Linked DNA regions of Acanthopagrus latus: region 2 is linked to region 1. The links are chromatin contacts, called in public Hi-C maps. All regions are on one chromosome and are shown on one strand. The core of a region is the stretch at or near the end of the contact, and the rest is flanking DNA. Distances in the headings are between cores, read along the strand shown. Region 1 holds the start of mettl24 (methyltransferase-like protein 24). Region 2 holds the start of ccdc167 (coiled-coil domain-containing protein 167).

Region 1 (3,922 bases), core at 640-3,139:
ATGAGAACCCAGAGCGAGATAAAAGGCGGGAAGAGGTGTTAAGGAGAGGAGTTAAACGGCGGGTGCATATGATACAGAATCTTCACCAGGGCCCCTCCAGGGCATCATATGTGACAAATCTTTGTGTTAAGGAGCTAGTGAGTGCATATGGGCGCTATGTAAAACTGATGGGCACTCGAGTGCCCGTCTCTTCTGCGTGGCGCAATAAGCCCTGTGCTGATTTTCACGTCATTTAAATAAAAAAACGTCAGCATTGTTGCTCCTCAGCCTGTAGTTTGTGGTTTAGCTCCTTAAAGATTTAAAAGACAAAAGTAAACGAAAGACAAAGCTCAGCAGAGTGGAGAAGACTAAAAAACGGGGTGACTGGGAGAGTCGAAAGAAGATTTGCTGCGCGTCTGTCGGAAGAAACAAAAGGGGAGACAGACGGGTGATTGATGACGGGTGGAGGGATCAAACGACAAAGCAAAGAGTGGAGGTGAATCGAAAGAGCGACGGAAATAAAAAGGCACGAGGAGGCACAGAAAGAGGGGAAGTGGGAGTTTGTTAAGCCGGGCGCTCGAACACACCCTTCCACGGGTCAAGGGGTCAAGCCTCCGGAGTGTGTGCATGTGTGTGAATAGCTGTGTTTGCGTCGATACACACACACACACTGCGTCCTGAATGCTTCCTTTGTCAGAGTAAGTTGAATTTGTATAGATTCGATACAACACAGCCAGAGTGGGGGGAGAGCGTGTGAGCGTGATTTGCAGTTGGGGTGAAACCTACACCTGTCTGGATCAAACATATTTATCATGAAGGGAAATAAACGCAGGCACTTTTTTGCGACCGCCCCGTCAAACTCCCTCTTTCTGCGACTTTTCTCTCTGAGGCGCTTATTGAACGCTCATTGATTCTGCCGCCTGTTCTCCCTTCATCGCTCTCCTGGGATTACCGAGCTTTAAGCCAGTGACTCACAGAAGATGGAGTGAAAGCTCTCTCATTGAGCCGCTCTGTCTGTCTCCCCCGCCGCACTGACTCGGGATCAGATAAAAAAACAAAAAAAACAAAACCCTAATCGCGGCAATTAAGGGAGCGAGAAGTTCTGGGAATATTAAACGTACCTTTCTGTGCGGGCGGCGAGGCAGGCAGCAGGGCGAAGAGGGGTCTTCATCCCTCTTCCTGGCTTCCTTCTTTAGTGTTCGAACATAAGAGATTCTCCTCTTAACACTCCTGTCCTGCTGCCCTGCCTCTGCTGCAGGGACCTGCTTGGCTCTGTCGGGCTGCGTGGGACGTCCCTGTGTCAGGGCCGCAGGTGCTCCCCGCCACGCCGTCTCCAGGTAGACGTGAACGCACACACACACGGCGGTGAGGAGGATGCCCAGACGCAGCAGCAGTCCCCGGGTGAGTCGCTCTTTGCCCATGTCCATCGGCTAGTTTGTCCCCCCTGCTGTCCAGCCTCAGTCCATCATATCGACTGCTGTGAGAACTGCTGCTTTGCCCTTTGCCTCTTCTATCCCATTCTTGTCCTCCTCCTACTCCTCAAAGACTCTTTCTCTTCTCTTCTCTTCTCTTCTCTTCTCTTCTCTTCTCTTCTCTTCTCTTCTCTTCTCTTCTCTTCTCTTCTCTTCTCTTCTCTTCTCTTTCCCTTTTCTTCTCCTCTCCTCATTCCCCTCAGGTCCAAAGTACAACACCAGTCAGACCGGCATGCCTCGAGTTAATGAACCACAAGCATGTCAAGTTCACAAACCGGACCTGTATATGTGCGCCTGCATCTCAAACCCTCCGAATGGTTTTGCGAGTGTGTCACCGGGGCTCTTGCAAACAGTTCCACTAGAACAATGTGTGCCGCCCCTCTTTGAAAAACTTTGGGATACTCCCTCCTCACGCTTTCTCTCAAGTCTCCCAAAACACACACGCCCATTTAATTTTCTCTCTTTCTTTTCTGTGCATCAGGCTCAGATCACACGCACACACACACACACACACACACACACACACACACACACACACACACCCCTCTGTTGCCCTCCCTAAGGGTTTGCCTCTCCCGCCCCGCAGACTCTCGGGTTTCTCTGTAACTCTAGACGTGGGCAGGGTCTGCACTACGGGCCCATGCAGGTCCCCTCTCAGCATCTGCGAGACAAGTTGGCTCTCTTGGTGAACCTGATGGCTGAGTCTGGATCTGCAGGGTGGGAAATATTGCTCACATTCATGCTGTCACTGATGTTTTATTACAAGGATCAGCTTGTAGACGTTTTATCTTACAGTCATCTATAAGAGACTGTTTGATCATTGCTCTCAGAGCCTGTAAGGGGTTTCCTCAAATCAGCGTTCCTGTTATTGGCCCCGATCAGCCAGTTCTCTAAATCTCTGGCAACTTGCTGAAACTAACTTCTATGATTTATTCTTCTTGGCGGTGACTCTAAAAATGATTAATTTGTGATCCAACAATGGCCTTGTTGCCTCCTCAAGTTAACTTAATCATTGATTTTCCTCTGAAGACTTCCAAATCTAAATTTGTTTGTGTGCAAATGAACAATCAGAGCCCCCGACTCCCCTCGTGCGCCTGTTTATTAAATATGTTTATTGATATTTTCAGGCCGAGAGAGAGGAAACATCATTTATCAGGCCTGCCGAAGCAAATTATTTTTTGGGAGGGGAGATTTAGAGGAAAAAAAGCGTCCACTCGCAACAGGCCACTTAGATTGGAAAGCAGGATTTGCCTGGCTTCACAGAGCGTCCTGACATGGCTAAATAAAAGCAGGATAATGATAAGGCTGCCTTCTTTCTGCTGCTCAGGATCAATGACAGTCAGTGTAAGAAGCTCTCTGCTGCCCTCTGCAAGGTAGAAATAAGACTTCCCCTGCTTCTCTAGTCATGAGAGCTGGAGTTGTAGAACCTCAGTCTTTGATTCTGATCAGTTTCCTAATCATTTTGTTTGCAGAAGACAATAAAAATGTAAGACATTCACTCATTTTTGGAACTGATATGTGTTTGGAGAGACTCCGACAGGGTGAAATATACTCGAAAGTATACACTATGGACATTATGAAACAGTCAAATAACCCTCCACACACTGGCTTTGCTTGGTTTGGATGCATTCGAGTAGCTTATGCCATATGTAAGATGCACAAATCTTTATTTAAAAAGAAAAATAACATATTACTAAATGAAAACAGTAACCATTCGATCCATAAAATTGTGTTGCATGAAAGATTTTTGTGTGATTTTGTTGTCACAGTCCCACGGGCTGGTCTGATGTCACTGCGTTGGTGTCTTGTTCCTGGAACGTGGAAATGAACGTTGTTCCAGGATCATCATTTCTACTCACGAAGAAGCCACAAAAACAAACAAAAACAAAAACAAAAAACAAAACAAAACAAAACAAAAAAACACATTTGGAGCATTCTTGTAAATAAATGAATAAATAAACTGAACCAGTCCCTGTCACCTGTATGCACCGGTGGTCACATGTATAGTTATTGCCATGGGAATACCTTGATATAGTTAACACAAGCTGAAGTTTAGTGCCTCGAGCTATAATGAGATAGATGCCACTCATGGAGATGATCTCTACTGCCATCCTGTGGTCAGTGATGAACTCTGATTGCCTCCATCTGGAACGGATCACATCATAAGTGTGTGTGTGTGTGTGTGTGTGTGTGTGTGTGTGTGTGAGGATCAAGAAAGAGTTAACTCAGATTTACGTAGAAATGAAGCAGAGCAATGATAACTTCGGGAATGTCTTTACGGTGCAGTGCGTGGCAACATGTGCTTGAAAGTGACCTGTTTCTGCTAATCCTCCACACAAATATGTCCAACTTTTTCTTCTCACAACATGTGCAAAGTGACTCACATTTTAAGACACATGTTGTGTATCACATGCAAAAAGAAGAAGAAGAAAAAGAAAAACGTCTCTGTTGTGGCTTTTTTCAAATTGAAC
Region 2 (3,922 bases), core at 763-3,262, 140 kb before region 1:
CCTCTTGTTTTGTTTCATGACAACGTTGTCCTGAGGTGTTTTTTTTTTTTTTTTTTTTTAGTGGGTCCTTTAAAAATACCGGGTGGTATCATGACTCGTCTTCCTTGTAGACAAAGATGTAGTAGAAGAGGGCACTGAAAACCAGCAGAGCGACTGATAGCAGCATGTTCTTCCGATTCTCTCCTCTTAGTGTCTCGAGCTCCTTATCTAGAAATGAAAAACAAATCAGATATGAAGGCACTCTGCACGTTAAAGCATTAAACTGGTCACAACCTGCAACTGATCCACTAGAGACATATTGCCCTATAAGGACTGATTGGATGAACAGGAAAGGACTATCAAAACATGTAACAGGGTTTCCATCATGGCTCTGACAGAAACTTTCATGTAGTTTCTGTGACTTTTCAAGGTAACTCAAAATCACTCCTATGACTTAAAAATCTTTCCTGATGTTAAAGAGGCACTTCATTTTTTCCATAACTGAATAAACAAGCTGCTCTAAAACAATAAGTTTTATAAACTAATATAAACAAAGTAAACAGTATGAAAGTGTTGTTGTTATTTAAGATCAGTTAGTTTATTTAGTTTGTTTCTGTTTTTAATTTGTCTTGTAATGCAATTCTGCCTTTTCTGGTGCTGCAGAACAGTCAAGAGCCTGTCATACCAATTTAAATGTCACACATTTTAACATGGGAAGAGCTGCTTTTAATCTTTTCCTGTATAACAACAATAAAATTTAAATGACATGCGGACAGTGAACCATACCCACAGCGATGCGTGATCTGTGCAGACTTACCCAACTTTTGCACCCTCTCGTTCATGATTGACATTTCATCTTCCAGTTCCTGCCTGCGGACCAAGCAGCACCATTAATCAATGAGAAAGTAATTCATTAGGTTTTTATCTTAACAAGCCAATGAGGTGCTGACATAAAGCGATGCTTTTAACTGTCACAGTCTCCATCACCATTCCCATCTTCATCATCCTCACCTTTCCTTTTCAGAGAGCTTCTCTTTTCTGCTTTTGAACTCTGCTCTCTCCAGGTTGTCTTTACAAAGCGCCTTCCGCTCCTCCAAACGGTCAATCTGTAACATTTATAAACAGGATGCAACAGGAAGTTTAGCTGGGATAGCACAACATTAACAGAGACAGTTACCAGACATGAATGAATGAAACTCGTGTAGCATTAGCAAGCGCAAGCTAAAGCTAACCTTCTAGCTGACGTTAGGTAGACAGCACAAGACAACGGTCTAAAAAGCCTCACCTCAGTGGCGACACTGACTTTCTCCCGTCTTTTATCCTTTAATTTTGCCATGTTGTGACCTGCTGATGAATGCCTGGATGAGCAGGATAAACTGTGACTATGCGGAAGTGATTTTCTTCTTCGTGATATTCTTGGTTGGGCTTTAACGTCTGTTGCGGCAAACAAGCTTACAGGCGCAGTACGGCCACCTACGGGGCTGGAGTGTGGCGCAGTAGACTGGCAGGAGAGTGAATGGCTAAAAAACCAACAAAAACATTTTTTAAAAATTAAATTAATAGAATTGTTTACCTCTCTTAACCCTGTTTCTTTTGGCACGTAACATACGCTGTGTAGCCTACTTTCTTACTTATTTTTACTAGCACTTAAGCTAGCTAGCTGCACCTGGAGTCACTAATTAGCACCTGTGTTAGCCTAATTTTAAAATACAGTTTAAAATGCCTGCTTTTTTTGTTTTGTTTTTAAATAGGCTATTTATTTCATTTGTATTACAGATATAAAATCCTTCATCCCACAAATTTGGTAAAAATTCAGCCTGTTTCTTTAAGAGTCCAACATTTTTTTCCCTACATTATCACGTCGTTTTCATACACGCTAACGTTAGCTTACATGAAATATTGCTATTAGCTCGGCTGTTGTGTCTCCAGGACTGAAGTTGTCATCCTCCTCTCTGCAGCAGACAGGTGAGCCAGAGTCCAGAGAGCTGTTGTTGACCGCTGTTATAATCGGATTATGTGACCTAAGAGGGACAGGACGTGATCCGCTGAGAAGGGAAAAGGGACGAGGCTGTCCATTCTCGTCTCTGACAGCGTCTTTTATTTGAGAGAAGAACAAAAAAATGCCTCTTTTTATAAACAGGGATCAGATATTCGCACATCAGGTCCACCTGCTGGAGCACAAGCTGAGGGTGAGTCAGTGAAGTGTTGAATTAGTTTAATAGAAGTTGTCCAACGACTCCAAATAACTCTAGACACTCTTTTTTTTTTTAGATGTCATTTGTATATTATATATATTCACTGTGTTTTCAGAGCAAAGAGGAGCGAATACTGGAACTGGAGACTGAGAATGCTATTCTACATTTAAGGCTTGCAGAGGTAAGAAGATGTCTGTTATTCATTACTGACAAGCTTAAACCTGTAGTCCTCCCTGATAAATATCTATTCTGGATGAGCTTAAGTCTTTTATATTGAGTATACTGAGTTGTCTTTTTTGTGAAAGGCAGTTTTTATCTGAATGACTGTGTGTGTTTTTGCCCTGTGTGTTTTTGTGAGTTGTAGACGCTTGTGTTAAAGGGGCACTGTGTAGTTTAAGAGACACAATTAAAATACTAATATTTACAATAGTAATGAGGTAATAATACAAACTCAATTTTATTTTCACCATAACCAATTAAACAGTCTGCTCAGAACACAGTTTGAAGCTAGAAAGGTGGCAGGGTCCACCACATTAAAATTGATTTGTTCTTTTAAGGTCAGCTCCTATTTATATTGTATATATAATATGTCTGTTTTTATATTCAAATGGGACAAACTGATATACCCTATGTTGGACCTGTAAGGCTCAGAATTTGCCTTGATTTATAGTTTTTCACAATTGCAAAAAGAAACATTACATATAGAAGTACAGGAAACATTGCAAAAACATTGCACCCTTTTAAAACTTAGAAGTAGGTTGTATGTCTGGTGACTTTTTGTAATATGAGTATTTTAATGCTTAGCAACAGCCATAATTAGTAAGTGGTCCATCTTGTCTACTAACAAAATGGTCAAAGGGCCAGAATGAAAAGAAAGAGTGGCCAAGAAAGAACAGCCTCACAAACAACCATGTATTGTTTTAAAATTCAGTTTCACACTTAAGCATCACATAATACAAGTGGGAGATTAATTATATTTCAGCTTGGCATAAAAAAGTATGAATGAAGTGGCCGAGCGGTGCAGGATAAGTATGATTATGTTCTTTCCTTTCCAGTGTCTGGGGAAACTCCGCCGAGACCCGGAAGAGGAGCCCAAGGACCTGAACCACCATCAGCACCAGAGGAATGCACAGAGGATCACCCGGTCAGCCCTCACCAAACTCCTTCAGGAGGTCCAGGTACGTGTGCACACAGAAGGTTGTGAATTGTCTTTACGTCTGTTTTGCTGAGATGTTTCAATGAATAGCATCCAAAGTCAAGAAAGGAAAATTAAGTGCAGCCCTACAAAATTAACTTGTGCTCTCTGTGTGTTGGTGGCAGGCCGTGAAGCAGGACTTGAGTGAATTTTTTGCTGTGTATTTGAGTTTCGCCACTGAGCTGGAGGAGCAGAGCAAGCAGCTGCTGAAGAAAGTGGAGCAAGCCAGCTGTTCTCTAAACGGTCACCGTGCAGACGAGGTCCAGAGTGAGTATCTGAGTGTGTGGCACCGTAGATGAAGCATCTTTGACGTCATCCTTAGATCAGGCTTCTGGAGGAAATATTTAGGCTGACTGTTTGGAGTTTGGAGCATCATTGTGGAGCCTGGGTGCAGTGAGCGACACTGAGCAGGAAGCTATTAGAAGAGTATCATCTTGAGGCACTTACACTCTGGACTGATTGTTGACCTGTGGTAGATTGCAATTTAAAGGAGCCAAACACTGGATCACAGGACACTTTGGGTGTTTGCTTTTGACATGACTTGACTGCTGAG

Evidence for each region. Hi-C and Micro-C count contacts between places; a contact is called where the count stands out from the background.
Region 2: a contact with region 1 is called in a Hi-C map of muscle, with 7 times the contacts expected there. The contact joins the promoter of ccdc167 here to the promoter of mettl24 in region 1. A contact is called at or near these places in 3 of 4 Hi-C or Micro-C datasets (liver and muscle).

What each region holds. Positions count from the first base shown.
Region 1 is chr22:15,728,390-15,732,311 of fAcaLat1.1, reverse strand. It overlaps mettl24 (methyltransferase-like protein 24), which reads right to left and starts at 1,889. Exons shown (of 5, transcript XM_037085674.1): 1 at 1,101-1,889. The coding sequence starts at 1,406.
Region 2 is chr22:15,864,959-15,868,880 of fAcaLat1.1, reverse strand. ccdc167 (coiled-coil domain-containing protein 167) reads right to left here and starts at 2,012. Exons shown (of 5, transcript XM_037087079.1): 1 at 1,871-2,012; 2 at 1,265-1,499; 3 at 991-1,085; 4 at 797-849; 5 at 1-207. The coding sequence starts at 1,315. The coding sequence ends at 89. kif25 (kinesin-like protein KIF25) reads left to right here and starts at 1,780. Exons shown (of 17, transcript XM_037087078.1): 1 at 1,780-1,783; 2 at 1,938-1,944; 3 at 2,120-2,168; 4 at 2,290-2,355; 5 at 3,230-3,352; 6 at 3,495-3,636.